2 separate regions of the Sus scrofa genome follow, and region 1 is linked to region 2. A link is a contact called in public HiChIP or PLAC-seq data. All regions are on one chromosome and are shown on one strand. The core of a region is the stretch at or near the end of the contact, and the rest is flanking DNA. Distances in the headings are between cores, read along the strand shown. Region 1 holds the start of SAMHD1 (deoxynucleoside triphosphate triphosphohydrolase SAMHD1-like). Region 2 holds the start of C17H20orf24.

Region 1 (3,438 bases), core at 241-2,740, 300 kb before region 2:
TGCACAAACCAGGATTTATAGAGAAGTTTGTGTCCTGCCTCAGAGTGGCAAAAATGAGAGGAAGATCCCTGCTATTTCCACAAGCTGTTACCAGCAGGTAGTAAAAGTCCTTGAAAATAAATTGGCCACTTCCTTTCCTCTGGGCAGGGAGTTGGAATGGAGAGAAGGGTTGAGAATTCTTTTAGAAGTCTGAAGTCTGCTCATGTGTGGAAACCTGAAGATAGGCTAAAACTTCACAGACAGGCATCCCCAGGATCCTCTAACTGCCCAGTATATATATATATATATATTTTTTTTTTTTTGTCCTTTTGCCTTTTCTAGGGCTGCTCCCACAGCATATGGAGGTTCCCAGGCTAGGGGTGGAATCAGAGCTGTAGCCGCCGGCCTGTGCCACAGCCACAGCAACACAGGATTCGAGCCGAGTCTGCGACCCACACCACAGCTCACGGCAACGCCGGATCCTCAACCCACTGAGCAAGGCCAGGGATCGAACCTGCAACCTCATGGTCCTCAGTCAGATTGGTTAACCACTGAGCCATGACGGGAATTCTGCCCAGCATATCTTAAAAACTGGTAATGTAGGGGTGTGGAAAAAGAGAATAGGGAGCTTGACAAGAGTAGAGCCATCTTGCCACCATCGTCCATCTTGGTTAACTTAAGCTGACCCATATGAGGGCTCTGAGAAAAGCAAAGTCTCTAGGACTTGAGAAACTCCAGGCCCCAATTGTTCTAAGGATATTTGAAAATAGCTGGATTGTACTTGAGGTTAATTATCAGAGTAACAATGTAAGACATTTTGCACAGCTATACATCTTTCTCTATCCTGCACATAATTAAAAGTTAATGTAGCATGTAAAACATGTCAGCAAGCACTATATCTCTCCCTTTCTCTTTGGGGTCCATGATTGGGAAGCAATTCCCCCGTGGACCCACGAGTGTTAATAAAGCTGTTCTCCATCTTCCTGGGGTGTCCTCTGACGTGATTTCTGGGAATTCTACAACAGTAAAATGTAAGAAAACACCTTCACATCAGATTTGAATTCATTCCAGCATCTTCCAGTTCAGCTTCCTGCCAATTTTTCTCTTAATTGGGAAGACAGGGGCAACTTTAAGGCCTTTGAGGGTTTTTTTTAAGTTTAGGGTATCTGAAACACCGCCAAGGGTAAGCCTGGGGTACTCATTAGCTCAGTTCACCAGAAGAGCCCCTGCTCTGGACTGTAGCGGGACGTCCCAGGCACACTCGTTCCAGGCTCCCCCGCCCTTACCAGCACCTCCCTCAGTTCGGCCTCCATTCACTCCCTTTATCGAAAACGTGCGGGTGGGGTTTAGGGCCATTGGACGGTCATTGCGCCTGCGCGAGGGCTGGGGGGCGTGGGGGTGCTGAGATGGGTGGCCGGCCTGGTCCCAAGGTGCGAGCTGTCAGTGCGCCTGCGCGGGAGGCCTGGGGGCTGGCAGTACTTAGCTGACTCGCGGTAGGCGCCGGACTGTCAGTGCGCCTGCGCGTGGGTAGAGCGCCGGGGTTCTAGGCTGTGCTGAGCCGGTTGCTGGGTGTAGCCATGCAGAGTGCCGACTCCCAGCAGCCCTCCAAGCGACCCCGGTGCGATGGCAGCCCGACAACCCCGCCAAACACCCCTCCAGCAGCGGCAGAGAGGTCCCTGGGCCCCAACCTCCACCCTGACCACCGGACCTGGGGCCCGGAGCAGGTGTGCGGCTTCCTAAATCGCAGTGGCTTCGGCGATTCTGAACTGCTGGAACGCTGCCGAGGTAGCAGGGCTGGAGGGCTGAGGGGCCGGGGGCGGCGGGGGGGGGGGGGTGGCGGCGACCCGAGGTGGGGCCAGCGGACCTGAGGAGAGGGCGCTCTGAGGTAATGAGCGTGGGGCCTCAAAGAGGAGCCAAGTGGACGAGGGAGCCCGAACGCGGGAGGCACCAGAAGGGGTGGACCTGAAGCGGGGCGCCCAGGAGGGATGACCTGAGGCGGAGAACGGAAACCTGAGGGGGCGAGCACTCGGAGAAAGGAGCCTGAGGCGAGGAAGGGAACTTTACGCCGGAGGCACCCAAAGGGGTGGACTGAGGCGGCGGCTCCCAGGAGTGATGGATGAAGGAGAAAGGGGCGGGGGGGGGCGTCTGGGGTCGGGGATCCGTAGGAATGAAGCAGACTTTGGGGATTGCGAACCTAGGGTTGGGGGTGGCAGTTGGTCTGACTCTGGTGGCCTTCTTCAGGAACTTGCCCCGCCGGCGCCGGACACGCGGGACTCAGCTCCCTTTTTCAGTTCGGAGAGCCTGGTGGGAGGGAGAGTTGCTGTCTCCCGAGCGCGCTCTGCTGATGCAGCTCCATGAACACTTGCCACGTGAGGAGGGTATATTTGGGTGCTTTAAAGTTTCTATTTCCTCTGCTCCCCTCCCAACTTGGGATTTTTCTAAAGAGGAAAGAACTTTTCTCCTCATCTCTGAATCCCCATCACCTACCTTAGCATCCCAGTTGGGCTCAATACATACATGCTTGATGACTGTACTTGCAGAGCTTGGCCATGATCATGTTTTGTTCTCCAAAAGCAGTTTCCCTCCCTAAATCAGAGCGGTCGGGTGGTTCAGTTGACCAGTGAACTCCCAGGAGCCCACAACTTGGCCGCATCACACGGGGGAGATGTGTGGGTTGGGTGTGCGACTTTACTGGCTCAGGTTCAAGTATCCATCTGCTTGAAATCTACTCAACTTCCCGTAAGGGGTGTGAGGCTTAACCTATTCTTTACCCTCTGAAGTGTTCCATAGGAAGAGAATGTGATTTGCAAATTCAGCAAACTTTTGCGGTTGTAGGGTGGAGCTTTATTTGCTTAGGCTAGGGGACTAGGGTGGGAGGAACTTTAGTGGTTGAAGATTTAAATTTAAAGATAGCTTAATGGGTGTAGGAAATTGTACTTCTTTTTTTCCTTTTTCCCTTTTGTTCTCCACCACTTCTGGGAATGAAATTTTTCTTTGAGTAGCAATAGGTGGGGATGAAGTTGTTTTTATTTATTGTCTTCAAAATATGATTGCCTATATTGTTGATTCTCTCTTTCGGTGGTGTCCTGTAGATTCATCAGTCTTCATGATGATCTGTCCTCTTGACCCACAGTCAAATACTAGCGGAGGGCATTATGTGCTTTTAATTGGTAGAAACTGACCAAGTATTCATAACTGTACATTTCTTACTACCTGCTTTGTTTTGACTACACTTTAGTCAGTCTGCTCTCTCTTCTACTGACCTCTGAACTCTTATTTGCCCCCAACCTAGAGCAAACACTAAAAAAGTGGAATATGCCCCGTGATTAACTTCTCCAGGGAACCAGTTGACCACAGTGGGACAATATCCTGTCGGGCTGGGGTCACTTCTCCTGCAAAGATTTTACTTAATCTCTGCTTGCCCCTCCTTTACAGTATTAAAAAGACACCTTCTTTTTT
Region 2 (3,523 bases), core at 998-3,497:
GCCACAGCAACTAGGGATCCGAGCCGCGTCTGCAACCTACACCACAGCTCACAGCAACGCCGGATCGTTAACCCACTGAGCAAGGGCAGGGACTGAACCCGCAACCTCATGGTTCCTAGTCGGATTCGTTAACCACTGCGCCACGACGGGAACTCCTCCACATCTTTTTATACTAAAATGTAGTTTAAAAAAAAAAAAAGATATATTGGACTTCCCTTGTGGCTCACCAGGTTAAGGATCCAGCATTGTCACTGCAGTGGCTCAGGTAACTGCTGTGGCAAGGGTTCAATCCCTGGCACAGGAATTTTCACATGCCATGGGCACAAACAATCAAAAATGACATATATTTAGTTACCCTAAGTGATGGCTTCCAGGGCATGTGCTCTGAATAAAAATTTTAGAAAAATCATTTATCCTTTTTTAGAAGCTGTAAAAATGAAAGTGTGATAGTAACTGAGCTACCCGTCATAAATAACTCTTATTATGTCACCTGGGGAGACCTGGACAGACTCCACAGGCAGAAGGGTTAACTGTTAACCAATTCAGCATCACCTTCCCACAAACTACATTCTGAGTAAGTCACAAAGAAGAGAACAGATTAGAAACAAAAGTGCTGGAAGCAGGTCTAATTTTTTAAAAAAATTTTAAGTTTTTTTTTGTTTGTTTGTTTTTTACTTTTTAGGGCTGCACCCATGGCATTTGGAAGTTTCCAGGCTAGGGGTCTAATTAGAGCTACACCCGCTGGCCTACACCACAGCTCACAGAAATGCCAGATCCAGGACCCACTGAGCGAGGCTAGGGATCAAACCCAAGTCCTCATAGAAACTTGATGGATTCACTTCCTCTGAGCCACAAAAGTAACTCCAGCATATCTAATTTTTTATGTAAGAACATGGAAGTCTCAGGCTTCTGACCTGCCCTAGACTGCAGAAATGTGTCCTTATACAAAGAAAGAAAGAAATGACACAGCAAAGTAGAAAGTTTTTACAGAGAGCTCAGCAGACTGGGGACAGGAAGAGGGACCTTCAGGAAGTGCCTCCCAACCCTGCCCCTCTTCCAGAAATACCTACCTCTGCAGTCCAAAAAAACTAGGGAAAGAATGCAAACACAACATTCTTTTCAGGATAATGGGAATCAAGTTGTTTCTGATGGTTCCTTCTACACCAGGGAGCAGAGCTGGGGAAGTGTTTACACTCAGATCTTACGAATGTATTTGATCAGTAAAGACATTGCGAAGTCTCCCAAACATTTCTCACATACATGCGGTGGTTTCTCCTCCACCCTCCCTCCCTCTCTCTCACAAACACACTCAACCCCTGAAAGCTCTCAGTCTCCCCTCTCAACTCTTCACCCTTATTTAAGTGGACGGTTTTTTCAGTAAGCAGTGGCAGCTCCTCTTTAGTACGCTTCACTGTGCTAAAGCTGTAAGGCACCACAGCACCCCATCTCAGTTGTTCTGAGACGTGAATGAGATGATGCAGAGTGCGCCTGACACACAGCAAGTATTCAGTAGAAGTCTGTTACTGTTCGTGCTAACGACGGTAGCAAGTAGTTAATTTGGAGAAGATAAGTCACTTACTCAAGATCCTACTGGGAGTAAAATGCGGAGATCTAATCGAACTCAGCTCATTCCCACTGCTCAGGCACACGACCTGCCCGAGGAGGTGGGACCGGGGGCAACTCCTCCGGCCCCTCCTTGCTGACCCAGCAGACTTCACCCTTAGATCACTCCGTGGTGAGCCCGGAGCCCAGCCGTCAGGCTCGGGTCCGCCAAGTTCGACCAGACACCCTTGGGCCACATGCCCCACCACTCTACTGCGTCCGGACCGGGCAGGTGCAGGCTCGGGCCTGTCCATTCGTCCCCGAGTCCCAGCTGACTATTCGAACGTGCGCCCTCGCCAGGCCCCACCGCACCTTGTCCTCCCAGGCCGCGTCGCTCCGCAGCACTTTGCTCCAGACAGAGACTTTGAGGGCCCCGTTGGCCAGCTGCGGCTGAGGCGGCTCCTCCTTCCGCCGCCCGCCGCTCATCCTCCCGTCGCGCCGCCCGGGCCGGGCCTGGGGCGCGCGGGCCGATCTAAAAGGGGTCGGGGTCTGGAGTCACGGGTCACGGGGCGCCGGGCGGTGGTGGTGGCACTCAGCGGACGTGTTCGGCGGCGCGCCTGCGGCTGCCCGCACCTAACCAGGCAGCCCGGCTCTGCTCTCTCGGCCGAGACCAGGAGGTCGGTGGGCGGAGCAACGCAGCACCGCGCGTCCTCCCGCCGACGTGCCCACGCAGCCAATACACGGCCGCGCAGCCGTAGAGCGAAAGAGGAGGGGCTATCGCTTCGGCGCAAGCGCCCTACGCGCGGCAGTCATGACAAATTTCCGCCAGCAGCGCGGTAGAGGGAGAAGGAAGGGACACTCTTGGTGGGGACGGCGACACGAGCGCAAGGAGGCGCTATGGAGACGGAGGAATGGCGTCTGAGGCGAAAGCGGAGATTGGACATGAGGCTCACCCAATCCACTTTAGCTTGACCCCAGGAGCAGCAGGACAGAACGCAGCCCTTCATTCCCCAAGGCGCTTTTTAAAGCCCAAACCTTGCTTCCCTGGAGCCACAAATTGCTTTTCTGGATTTAAGCCCTTGCTTTTTTTCCCTCCTAACCGTGCAAGTCCTATAGGACTTTGTTCGGGAAGTTAACTCAGAAATTTTTCTGTAATAAGTTGGGGTCTCCTCATGCCTAGCACCCTCTTTTGGACCGTCTTTTGGCAAATGTATGCCTTGAGATCCAAAGAGGGGAAATGATTTTCTGAAACTGTGTATAGCATGTTGGAACCAGCTGCAGAGGAGCAAGTGGAAAGAGTATTTTATTAGGTATCAGCATATTTGAGTATTCATCTACTGTGTCCTCGCTATGGACTTGGTTAGATGTTCACAAAGTGTTTTTCTGGAGCAGCAGCAGCTGCATCGCCTGGGAACTTGATTAGAGATTCAAATTATCAGACCTCAGAGTTCCCGTCTTGGCTCAGCGGGTTAAGAACCCTACCAGTGCCTAGAAGGATGTGAGTTGGATTCTTGGCCTCGCGCTGTGGGTTGAAGGTCCGTCCTTGCTGCAAATTCAGGCATAGGTCACAGATGTGGCTCGGATTCAGTGTGACTGTGGCTGTGGCCGGCTTCTGCAGCTCTGATTCAACCCCTAACCCAGGAACTTCCATATGCTGTGGGTGCAGCCCAAAATGAAGGAAAACAAAACAAAGCAAAACATTCTCAGACTCCATCCCGGACCTACTAATTGGAAATTCTGGGGCAGAGTGCACAATCGGCATTTCAATAAGTCCACCAGGTGGTGCCATGCTTGCTGTGCTGTGTAACAAGGCACTTCATTCCAGTGAGGTGGGTATATAGAATCAAAGTAACTTGCTCAACTAATATCTGGGTCTGTCTGACTTCAAAATCTGCACATGTACCCTTTTTGTGGTTTTTTGTTTATTTCTTTTTAGGGCCAGACCCGCAGCATTTGGAAGTTTGAGGGCCAGGGATTGAAA

The links. HiChIP or PLAC-seq counts read pairs in DNA pulled down with a chosen protein or histone mark.
Region 1: an H3K27ac HiChIP or PLAC-seq map of alveolar macrophages shows a contact between it and region 2. The contact joins the promoter of SAMHD1 here to the promoter of C17H20orf24 in region 2. A contact is called at or near these places in 1 of 47 Hi-C or Micro-C datasets (liver) and 1 of 2 datasets of contacts at active chromatin or transcription factors (alveolar macrophages).

What each region holds. Positions count from the first base shown.
Region 1 is chr17:40,169,929-40,173,366 of Sscrofa11.1, reverse strand. SAMHD1 (deoxynucleoside triphosphate triphosphohydrolase SAMHD1-like) reads left to right here and starts at 1,490. Exons shown (of 16, transcript NM_001292105.1): 1 at 1,490-1,764. The coding sequence starts at 1,557.
Region 2 is chr17:39,867,573-39,871,095 of Sscrofa11.1, reverse strand. C17H20orf24 reads right to left here and starts at 2,247. Exons shown (of 4, transcript XM_021077901.1): 1 at 1,915-2,247. The coding sequence starts at 2,028. It overlaps LOC110257439 (a long non-coding RNA gene), which reads left to right and starts at 2,316. Exons shown (of 4, transcript XR_002340025.1): 1 at 2,316-3,371.